2 separate regions of the Sus scrofa genome follow, and region 1 is linked to region 2. A link is a contact called in public HiChIP or PLAC-seq data. All regions are on one chromosome and are shown on one strand. The core of a region is the stretch at or near the end of the contact, and the rest is flanking DNA. Distances in the headings are between cores, read along the strand shown. Region 1 has its middle 52 kb from the start of CALCRL. Region 2 has its middle 27 kb from the start of ZSWIM2.

What was found. HiChIP or PLAC-seq counts read pairs in DNA pulled down with a chosen protein or histone mark.
Region 1: a contact with region 2 is called in an H3K27ac HiChIP or PLAC-seq map of alveolar macrophages. The contact joins two enhancer-like sites. A contact is called at or near these places in 2 of 2 datasets of contacts at active chromatin or transcription factors (alveolar macrophages and skeletal muscle).

The regions. Positions count from the first base shown.
Region 1 is chr15:92,224,507-92,230,355 of Sscrofa11.1, reverse strand. No RefSeq gene overlaps it. Among named protein-coding and RNA genes, the nearest start is that of CALCRL, 52 kb to the left of the region's middle. Within about 2 kb of position 4,570, at least 4 of the 83 cell types and tissues checked have an H3K27ac peak or open chromatin away from gene starts, as enhancers often do. A contact at or near this core is called in alveolar macrophages, where this site is marked.
Region 2 is chr15:91,889,546-91,895,520 of Sscrofa11.1, reverse strand. No RefSeq gene overlaps it. Among named protein-coding and RNA genes, the nearest start is that of ZSWIM2, 27 kb to the right of the region's middle. Within about 2 kb of position 2,025, at least 10 of the 83 cell types and tissues checked have an H3K27ac peak or open chromatin away from gene starts, as enhancers often do. A contact at or near this core is called in alveolar macrophages, where this site is marked.

The sequences.
Region 1 (5,849 bases), core at 3,321-5,820, 330 kb before region 2:
GGTACAGAACCCTTGGATACAGAGGGCTAACTATAGAGTAATAAAAATACATAGTCATGAAGGTTCTAAATAATGGGGGTTAGGAGATAATCCTGGATAGGAATTATGTGCCTCAGTAATTAAAACAGTTGTAATGGAACATGATTAGAAGGACAGAGAGAACAGGAGGAGAGGAAATGTATGCAGACTACCCTTTGGAGCAGAAAATAGTAATCAGAGTGGGGAGTAGAATGATATTATCAACCAGAGAATCATTCATTCTTTTCTGTTCCCATGTTCTGATCTTTAAAAATGTGCCACCACTGGAATACCAGGTATAAGAAATGGGCATAACTGGTAATCGTTGCTCTCTTAGCTTTAAAGCAGCAAATGCATTGAAACTATCACCTGTTAGGTACAGAGTTCCATAGAAAAAGCCATCCTTCTCACTGATTTTTGCCTGGGGAAAAAAAGTGAAGATGCTGGTTGTTTGTTTAAGTTACAATTATAAGCATATAAGATTTTGCACATGATTTCAGTGATTTAATAGATTGATTGAAGAGTACTTAAACCTTAATACAATCCCCTCAGCCTCCATTTGAAGCAAAGTCGAATGGACATCCTTTTGTGTCTAAATTCCATCTACAGTCTCTCCTCTCTCTAGACTGCAGCTAGAAGGCATTTCTCAGGTCTTCTTAAAGCTCAAATATTTTCATCAAACAATTTTGTTTTAAGGTATTCCTTAATATTTTCGCTATTTCAATTTGTTCTTTACACTTTTAACTTTCCCTTGATCTTTTTCTCTTTATCTTACATTAGGCTACATATTATATACCATTCCATCATTGTCATAAATTTTCTGGAAACACATTTGTATATTCAATTCACACTTCTTACTGTTTATTACATGTCTTAGACTGCTCAATTTCCATAACAAAAATACTATAGACCAGGTGGTTTAATCAACAGAAATTTATTTCTCACAGTTCTGGAGGATGGAAAGTCCAACTTCAAGGTGCCACAAAGGTGCCAAGATTGAGATATCATTCTGAGGCCTCTTCTCTGAACCTGTAGGCAGCTGCCATCTGATGTGTGCAAATACGATCTCTTCTTTGGGCATGTGAAGAAAATGAGTTACCTGGTTTTTCTCTCTCTCTCTTCTTATAAGGACACTAATCCTATATTTTTAGTGCCCAAACTTTATGATCTCATTTAACCTTAATTACTTCCTTAGATACTCCATCTCCAAATATAGCCACTCCAGAGTTAAGGGTTCAACATATGAATTTGGGAGGGACACAAACATTCAATACATAACACTCCATTATTTCATTAGAAGTTCTCTGTGTACAACCCATTAACTCACAATAAAGCGAGCAAAACATAACTAAAATTAGCATTGCTTCTGTAAATCAGACAGTGCTCCCTTTGAAGTGAGTTCTGCAAAAATTGTCATTGCTTTTTCCAGACAGTTGCAGTTGGCTATCTTCTTCATCTTTTTCAGAGGACACCCAGTTTCCTCACAAACTTCAAAATTCTCTTTCTTTTAAGGTTCATTTTGGTTACTTTCACCTTTTACTTCTTTGTGTTCGTGTAACAAATGAAGCTAGAGTCATTTTTCTCCTTTGTATTTATTCTGTGTCCAGGAAGTCTACCCAATTGTATCGGTCTTATTTTTACTGTTACTTAATCATACAAAGTGTGTATAAGAATCTTCTTCATCTGTGCAACTAAACAAAGAACTCCTTCTACAAAAAAACAAAACAAAACAAAACATATTTTATTCAGGTCTACACATCCAGGAGAGTTTTCCAGACTGCAGCTTACACTCCACTGTTTGCTCCATAAATTTAAGGTAATCATGTATATAGTTGTTTCCTTGAGACTAGTTTTGTTGCTTGTCCTGGCATCAATTACAGCTTAGAATTTGCAGTACTGGCCTCAGATCCATGAACAAGGAGAAATGTTCTCCCAGCACCTTGGAAGCTATTAACTCTGGCTTTACCCTAGCTTGATCTCTTTCACTGTTACCAGTTATCTGAGTCAAAAACAAAACAAAACAAAACAAAGTATGTCCACTTAAATCTTAACCCTTGCCTTCTAACTATTATTCTGAGAACCCTGGGACACTAGAGCTTTCAGTCCAAATAGCTTATGCTCATATCCAGGAACTTTATGATTTGGGCTGGATTGTTCTCTCTGATGATGGACCTCTCCTTGTCTGTGCTCATTCCCAGTCTCAATGAATGGCCATGAGATGGGTATTTACACTGAGAAGTGAACAGAACTGAGGCTAAAATCTGCACTTACATCCACAGGAGAGGCTCCATCACTTCAGAGGGGAACTAGAGATGGATAGAAGAGAGTTTTCTGGAGGCCAGGGGCTAGTTCACACCATATTGGCATGTTACTGCACAAAATTCCAAGGATCCTGAGAATTCAGAGACATCTGAATTTGAAACATCTTCTTGGGTGTTTTGAATATTTATGTGTAAAGATAGATATAAAAAGTTACTTAAACATGTTGTGCCTTCCTTTATGTACTTGGAATATGTGAAATATACGGGCTTTAATTTGTAACCTTGCCTCAGGCTCCACAGATACTAGGAAAGAGCCTGAGCTATTTTCCTAGAATAAACATTTCTTAGTTTGGATAATGAATTATATGTTCCCTTAATAACTTCTCTAAACCTTCCCTGACCCCATTTGGAAAGCACATATTAAACAGTTAAACCTTTCTTTTCCTTTTCTTCTTTATCCACAGATATAGTTCATTCTTTTATTATGCACGCTAAACCCCAAATTTACCCATTAAGTCAGTCATAACTCAATAATTCTTGGCAATAACAACAAAAACAGCTAGTTTTATTTATGTTATTCTAATAACCCTTAGCAATCACATATTATACTGCACAGTTCTATGAGGTATGGGCCACCTCTGAAAGTAACAAATAATCTTTGACTTGCTAAGTGGAATTGCAACAGAGTTCCTCCAAAAGTTATGTTTCTTCCACTGATATACTTTCAAACCCAGATTCACTACTGTTCTAAAGATCATTGAAAATTCTGCATTTCCTGGCATTAACTTCTACTGCATTCCTGGAGAGTGCTTTAAACATCAGAGTTTGGGGGGACAGTTGTTCTTTCTCTGGAGACACTGGTTCTCATGAAGAAGCCCCTCCCTTAAAAGATCCTCCCACTACCTCCTGCACAGAAACTGCAAGTTTTCCTCCTCTCTGCTTTTGTTCATCCTCCAAATGTAGATATTTTGTATGTTAAATATGAATTTTAAAAATTATACACGTGAACTTATTTACTCATAGGCTTATAGACTTTGAAAACAGATGTATGGTTACCAAAGGGGAAGCAAGGGGAGGGATGGATCAGGGTTTGGGAATGGCAAAGACACCTTTATGTATGGAATGGATGATCAACAGGGACCTGCTGTATAGCACAGGGAAATCTATACAATGTTATGTGATAATCTATATGGGAATGGATAGCTGTATATGTACGGCTGAATCACTTTGCTATATAATAGAAATTAACACATTGTAAATCAACTATACTTCAATAAAATTTAATTAAAAATAGAAACTAATGGAAAATACTACTTTCCCTTCCCTTTCACCTATTAAAAAATACTCAATTTGTCTACATGAGACAGATTTACCCTACCTTTCATCTTAAATTTTCCTCCTGCAGCTACCTACAGACCCCTAGCTAAAGAGAAAACTTAGCATTCTGCATGACCAACATACTTTGATTCCTGCTACTGCTGATCCTTTGCAGATATTTACACCCCACTAAGATGCTTACGAGCACTGTAGTCCCTTTATTGTGTGCTCTCACCACCAGCCCTTGGCTTCCTGAATAGCTGTAACATCTACAGAGACTTCCTTTTCCTCTACCCACCTGCCCAATCGGGTGTGTTATCTTATTTCCTGTATTACACTGCTTCCTCTATATTGTAAGAGCTTGGCACAGAGTAGGCACTCAAAAAATATTTCTCTTCCCTGGTCTATTAAAAAATATAGTTGAATCAATAAGGCAGAGGCAATCCTCAATTGATTAATAAAACTGAGTTTTGAAAACATGTCAATATCATACTGTTTCCAAAATATAAAATTAAAGCTAGAAAAGTGTCAGTATTTGATACTGGAACAGTATAACTGTTCATAACAGAAAGAGAAAAGATAGAAGAAAATATTTATAAGAAAGCCCTCCATGAAACCTTTTACTGTCATTTGATAATCAAGCTTTAGGGTAAGAATCTGTCAAATAAAAGGAGCTGAAAGGCAAAGACATGGGTTTAAAATAATGGCTTCCAAAATGAGAAACTGGTAAAAATTCCTTTGTACAATGTCTCATAAACAAAATAGGAACTTTTTTTTTTTTTTTCTAGCAGACTATTGTCTCTTCTGTCTCATGATGAAAGTCGATTCTTCCTTTTATACTCTGATTATTTCCTGTTTGAGTAGTCTTTCATCAGTGGCTGAAATAGAATTCTTTTTGTTCTTTTCATTCAACTGATATGGCCACACAGCTCTCTCAAATCGTGGCAGCCCAGGTCTCATTGGCTCCCTGCCTCACTCCAGCCATAACCAGCAAGGTCAGAACACAGAACCAGAAATATGGAACTGAATGAGAGTCACTGCCCTGAACTCCATGACCTTGACTTGTTTACGTGATCTCTGAACATCCATTTCCTCAAAGGGAGCTAGCTAGCAATGACAATGTGAAAAGTTGAAAACTTGCTCTAAGAGGTTCTAAGGGGGTATCAATGAATGCATAAAGTGACAATTAAAGATTTACAAAGCATGTGGGAAGGAATTTAAAACTATAATGAAAACGAAGGTCTTGTATGATTAAGCAGGAAAATATGTAGCACTGCTGGTAATTTCCAGTAAACTATTAAATCAGCTGTGCTTTCACTGTCACAGGTGTTAGGCCACAAGGTGCTCTGGGGGAGAACAATTTATTCTATGGCTTCTAGAACACATTTGATTCACATCCTGTCTCCTATGTTGTTTATAATGTATTATATTTATCAGATCATAAGATAAGCATACTTTAGATGAGCTAAAAATCACCCATCTTACAAGGGTGCTTCTCTCCTGAGGGTTTATAGATAGAATTCAGGGGATACATGAATTTATATGCACAAAAAAACTCATATTTTTATTTTCATTAACTGCTGGCTGAAATTCAATATCTCCTTCAATTATGAACGTAGGCATAAAGCACAACAGCATTAGTAATACCTGTGACTCTCACCAATACAAATCACAGATACAGTCATATCATGTAATTGTTACAGATATCTGGAAATAACTTTTTGATCACCAATATTTTAAACTATGATAGTAATTAGACTTGCCCTTGGACTTGTTAGTTAAATATATAAAGAAGCACATGTATTATTGTATCACAAATTTGTTTTTAATATTTGGATAATTAAATTTCAATATAACCTATTTCTCTGACAACCTATATATTTTACTTTGGGTATTTAAAAATATTATGCTGACAAAAGGTTGATAGGCTTTACCATACTGTCAAGGGGTTCAAAGATACATAAATTAGTGACAAGCAATAGTTTAGAAGAGGGGTAGTTCTTAAAATTGAACATGTATCAGAATCCTCAGAGAGCTTATTAGAATACCAATTAACCCCATCCCCAGAGTTTCTGATTCAGTCAGTCTGGGGGTACCCAAGAAGCTTCATTTTGAATATATTCCCAGGCAATGCTGATTCAACTAGTTGAAAGACTTCGTTTTTAAATGAGTGCAACAGCATTGCTTTGAAGAACTAACAGGCAGCTCTTAAAATCAAAACCTAGAATTATTTTAAAATATTATAGGAATGTT
Region 2 (5,975 bases), core at 776-3,275:
TTATATATAGCTCCTGTTCACAGTTTCTTCCTTACCCCAAGATCCTGTGCTTTTTTTTCTAATAGCATTCCACTTATTAGACTGCTTTTGCCACTGCACTCAGGAGCATGCCCAAGAAGCCACAGAGCAGCTGAAGTCCTGACACAGTCAGCAGACACCTTGTCCCTTTAGTGCTTTTTGTATATTCTTATCTGCCTCTTTCCCTATATCTTCTCTCCCTCCAGTCACATAGGTCCTACCTCAGTACTGGGTGCTTCTGGTTTCTGGGCTATACAGCTTCCTGGTGCTCTCACCAGACCCCCTGGTCACAAGGAACCAGGAGGCACTCTCTAGAGCAGGTGAGGCTATGACTCAGCTCCTACCCTGGGCATAATCAAGTCAGGCCTGGCAAAACTCCTCTTTTGAGAATCAAAATCAGGTAGATCTGCACCCTTCCAAATTCCCTTGTCAGAATGTAACATTCTGCAGATGAGCAAAGCCACTAGTCGGGATTACTGCTTGGACACTGCAGATATGAACTCAGTCTGCCAAGATTTGTGTGCTGGTAATGGTATACCCCTCCCCGCTTCTCCATCACAGTCCAATTCCCAGTAGTTGATACCTTGCAGATTCCACTACAATCCCTATGGTGTAAGATGAGAGTATGTGTTCCAACAAAAAGACCCACAATACTGGGGGGAGGTGGCTAGTTGTTGCCCAGGGTTCTCTTTTCCCCCTGGAGGAACAGAGGCTCAGAGAGACCGTTCCTTTCCTTGTGGTGCTGTGCTGGCCTAGAGAAGGAGAATGTCATCAACTTGTAGCTGCTTCCCTTACCCTCTACTGAGGTCTCTCTTGGTCTCTGTGGTGCAGGGAAGGTGTTTCAGCCTCACCCCTGGGTTCTGAGATTCTCATGGTGTCTTGTTCTTGAATAGTTTGTTGGTTGTTCCTTTAGTGAGGGGAGCAAAATCAGAAACAAGCTATGTTGTCATCTCGGTGAAGTCATTCTCATAAAGCTTGGCTTATAGTTCTAAAATTAGAGTTCTATTGGATTAAATCATATCTACTACAGTAGTTTCATAAGTGTCATTAATATTCCTGTAACTTTTTTAAAATTCTTGTTGCTGCATTCTATTCTTCCTGGCAAAAAGACCTTAGATATTCAATACAATATTGCACATGACATTTTTAACCTAATTATAAAGTCTCTTCTTTAACTGGGAGGGGGCTGGAGGATGTGGGGAAGATGAAGGTGGAGGCAGCTAGTAAACTTAGCAATCATAAAATATAACCTCTCTGGTTCCATGAGGCCACAGAATAATATTCCTAGGGACCATGATAACTACTCTCTAACACATTATTCTTTGAACTTGCAAGATTAACTTTGTTCCAGGGATCAAATCCTTCTTTACATGTGCTAAAACATCTGCTCCATAATTCAAAGAAAATCAGTGGCAAGTATAATTAGGAGTGTTTCAAAATGTATTTTTAATCAAGGAATATGAAGGATTATTTTTTCAATTTCAATAGTCAATACTCTAATATAGCTTCTGTAAAACTTTAAATTTAAAAATTAATATTGTGGAAATGTAGACTTTAAGTTTGATATTCTTTGATACAAAATTACTGGCATATAACATTTGTTGTTAGGTTTCTAAAAGCAAGTGAAACATCTTCAAAATGTCTGATAACTACAAACTACATATGTATGAAACCAAGAAAAGGCAAACCCTATTTTCACATTTACATCTTGTTATCAACTTACCTCAAGGGATTACTTTTGAAGTTTTCAGTATGGGGGCGGGGTAAGAAATAGTGTATCACCAACCAGGCTCCATCAGATCTAAGAGCTCTGAGTATAAGCACTCCACCCACACACAGCTGCATGGCCCAATTTAAGCATGTGATTTTGAGAGGGAAATGTTGGAAAAAAACAGAGTCAGAGGTTGCACAATTCAGGAGATTTTTGCCAAAGTGCTCCCCAGCTTGCCTGAGACACACTGAATCTGGCCCTCAGACATGCTGAAAGGGCTTTCCTTGATCTCCACAAAGCCAGAAGCAAGGCCACTGTAGCAGCCAACTGATTCTCCTGGGTCAGTTAGACCCAAGTTCAACTGCCTCGTAACATCTGGGCTAGAGCAAAGAAAGATTCTTCTCTTTGTTGTTGGGTCCAACATCAGCACAGCACAAAACTAGCTAAGTAATATTCTGTCTGTATTTTGATATTTTCATGGATGATTGTCCTAAATAAAAATAGGGCAGAGTTTGTTTTTTAATCAAGATGTGGTAGTAGGCTTCCCTTTTCTTTATATTATGGTTTTTCAAGAAAAATTCCTCGGAATAATACATTAAATATACTCACTCGATGGTAAACTAGTCAGAAAAAAATAGCCATAAATAAGAAAAATGAAATTCTTTAATGGTAAAAAGAAAAAAGCTGGTAATATCAATAGAAAGTTAGAGTTAGATGTAGAATTATTAAAAACATCATTACTCCTGTGAAGATAAGAATGACTCTTTATTCCATGTTACACTCTCTATGGCAGAAGATCCACAATAGCTTCAATATGTTTGATTTTTTAAAAATCTTGTTGTCAAATTCTCTCCTGTAAACCAGAGAGTAGATGTAGGGGAGACAAAAGGAAGGAAGGAAGGAAGAAGGGGGAGGGAGGGAGAGAGGAAGGAAGGAAGGAAAGAAAAGGAAGAAAGAAGGTATAAAGCAATAATAAAATGTCATTTTTTTAGTATCAGTGGGCATACAGTAATGTTCCGGGGATGATGACAAGCACTTTGATAAAGTATGGTGTGTTCAGGGCCTTTTTTTTTTTTTTTTTTTAAGGGCTGCACCTATGGCATATGGAAATTCCCAGGCTAGGGGTGGAATCAGAGCTATTGCTGCCAGCCTATGCCAGAGCCACAGCAATGCCAGATTTGAGCCATGTCTGCAACCTACACCACAGCTCATGACAATGCTGGATCCTCAACCCACTGAGCGAGGCCAGGGATCAAACCTGCATCCCCATGGATCCTAGTCGGGTTTGTTAACCACTGAGCCATGATGGGAATTCCCTATTTAGGGTTTTTGTGTTTGGTTCTTCATAAGCAATAGAGAAGACAATCAATGTATGATTATTAGAACTTTCCTGGGCTCCTAAGACCAAAAATGCACAACCCACATATTTTTTTCCAGCACAAATAGCAATATAGATATCACACAGCCCTAGTGTGCTTTATAACACAAAAATGCACTTTAAGACACTGTTTTTACAGTACTTTTATTTATTAACTCTAGTATTATCTTAAACATGTGTTGTCTCTGTCCTCATTTTGGCAGGGAACCAACATTATTCTGCTCTGATGCCTGGATGATAGATTTTTTTTTCTTTTTTTTTTTTTTTTTCTTGCCGCCCTGTGGTATAGGGAGTTCATGGGCCATGGATCAGATCCCAGCTGCAGTTTCAACCTACACCACAGCTGAATGCCAGGTCCTTAACTCATGGTGCCAGGCTGGGGAACTAACCTAAATCCCAGCGACACAGAGATGATGCTGATCCCATTGCACCACAGTGGGAACTCATGGATGAGAACTATTTTAAGCCTCTTCAGCAGTCTACAGCCTCTGCCTGCTTGAGTCTAAACTGGAAATGGTTCCTATATTTGTATAGAACCATGGCACTTCCTATGTAACACAATTAACTATTCCCTGTAAATAGTTAAGTTGGTATTTTAACATTTAATTAGCCTATGCTAAGAGCACGTTATCCACTAAATCCATCCACATGACATGATCCTTCCTGATCATGGCCATAGGAAGACACACACATTTATCACACTGGTAGATATCTCTAGAATATATCCACCATGATTCAGGTAACTCTTTAAAAACAGATGCCATACCCCAATTAAAATATACAAATAGGAGTTCCCGTCATGGCACAACAGAAACTAATCTGACTGGGAACCACAAGGTTGCAAGTTCAACCCCTGGCCTCACTCAGTGGGTTGAAATGCCATGAGCTGTGGTGTAGGTCGCAGACGCAGCTCGGATCTGGCATTTCTGTGGCTCTGGCATAGGCCGGTGGCTACAGCTCCAATTGGACCCCTAGCTGGGAAACTCCATATACTGCGAGTGTGGCTCTAAAAAAAATAGACAAAAAAATATATACATACAAATAAAAATCCCTGAATGAAATGAGTCCTTTAGCTTACAAAAGGCACAAATTACTTATGACAGAAGTTTAGCCACAAAATGGAAATCCCCTTTTCTTTTGAAATAAGAGAATACAATTGGAATTTTTATCACACAATCCAGAAGGAAACAATTTTCAAATTATTAAGAAATTTTTAATTGTATGTTTTGAGAAATTGTGTTATTTCCTGACATAATTTTTTAATTTAACTCTTATTTTCCAATTTTTTTTTAAATGGGGGTCATCATTCCAAAGTTAAGAAGATAAAATGGCTGCTTTTTGTAGAGTTTTTAATGTTTAAAGATTTCTAAGTACTTCATGCTGAAGTCTGATCGCATATCTCCCACTCTGTCTCATAATATTATTAGCATAATATTCTCTTAGCACAGTTTTACCAGCTTTTAACCTGCCTCACACTTTTCCTGTATTTGTGCTCTGTTTAACACAAGCAAGTCTGAAGTTTCCTGTGTGATGGTGATAACATATGCCTGGCTTTGTTGTTGGCTGCTAGAGTGAAAGGGAAGACAATGCCCTTTAACCTGTGTAAAGTAGAATAAAGCTTATCAGATCCTCCCCAGATATCATTAAAGGAAATGGGCTATGAAGGTTGCCTCTGTTAGGAAACATATATTTTAGAAAACTGTCACCACTAATCTTCTTTGTTTTGGCACTAGAAAATTACTTCTACAAATTTCAGTCCTTCCAGACAACGAAACCATACCATGATAAACTTAAGAAAGTAACAAGAAAAGCATAACAGGCAATAAATTATCCTCTTGTAATCATTATGGCAAATGTTCTTTACCAAAGGAATTAACACACAATGATTATTGGAAATTGAATCTAAAATACATTGAGGTAAGAACTAAAAGTTTTGTGAACTTGTTTATAAATACAAATATATAATTTTACTTATATTTAAGTTACAGTTGGTTTATTCCTAACCAAGTTTATTCATTCTCTCAGGATGTTCTGTTAAGCAGAATACTGATCATTTCACATTCAAATCTCCTTGTGCCCCACCTCTATTTCCATTTTCACATACACAAGAAAACTTTTAATCCTAAACAAATTCAATAAGTTGCAGGATACAAAATCAACATACACAAATCTATTGTTTCTATATACTAACAATAAGCAATCTGAAAGGTAATTAAGGAAATAATTCTATTTACAATAGTATCAAAACGTAAAATACTTGGAGTTCCCACTGTGGCACAGCAGGTTAAGGATTTGGCATTTTCTCTGTAGTGACAGGGGTTCAATCCCTGGCCTGGTGCAGTGGGTTAAGGATCTGGTATTGCCACAGCTGTGGCATAGGTTGCAGTTGCAGCTCAGATTCAGTCTCTGGCCTAAGAACTTCCATATGCCACAGGTACAGCTAAAAAAGAAAAAAAATAAAATAAAATATTTAAGAGTAATCTTAATCAAGGAGAAGAAACACATATACTTAAAACTGCAAAGCATTGCTGAAATAAAGAAGATACAAATAAATTTTAAAAAGATCCCATCTTCATGGATTAAAGACATACATTGTTAAACTATCCATACATCCCAGGTTATCTATAGAATCAATGTAATATCCAGCAAAATCCCAATGGTGCTTTTACAGAAATAGAAAAAAAAAAAACCAGTCCTCAAATTCATATAGAACCACAAAGGACCCCAAATAACCAGAATAATCTTGAGAAAGAACGAATCTGGATACCTCCAACTTCATGGTTTCAAAACATATTACAAAACTACAATAATCAAAATGGCACGATAGTGGCATAAAAACAGATACATAGGCAAATGAAACAGAATAGA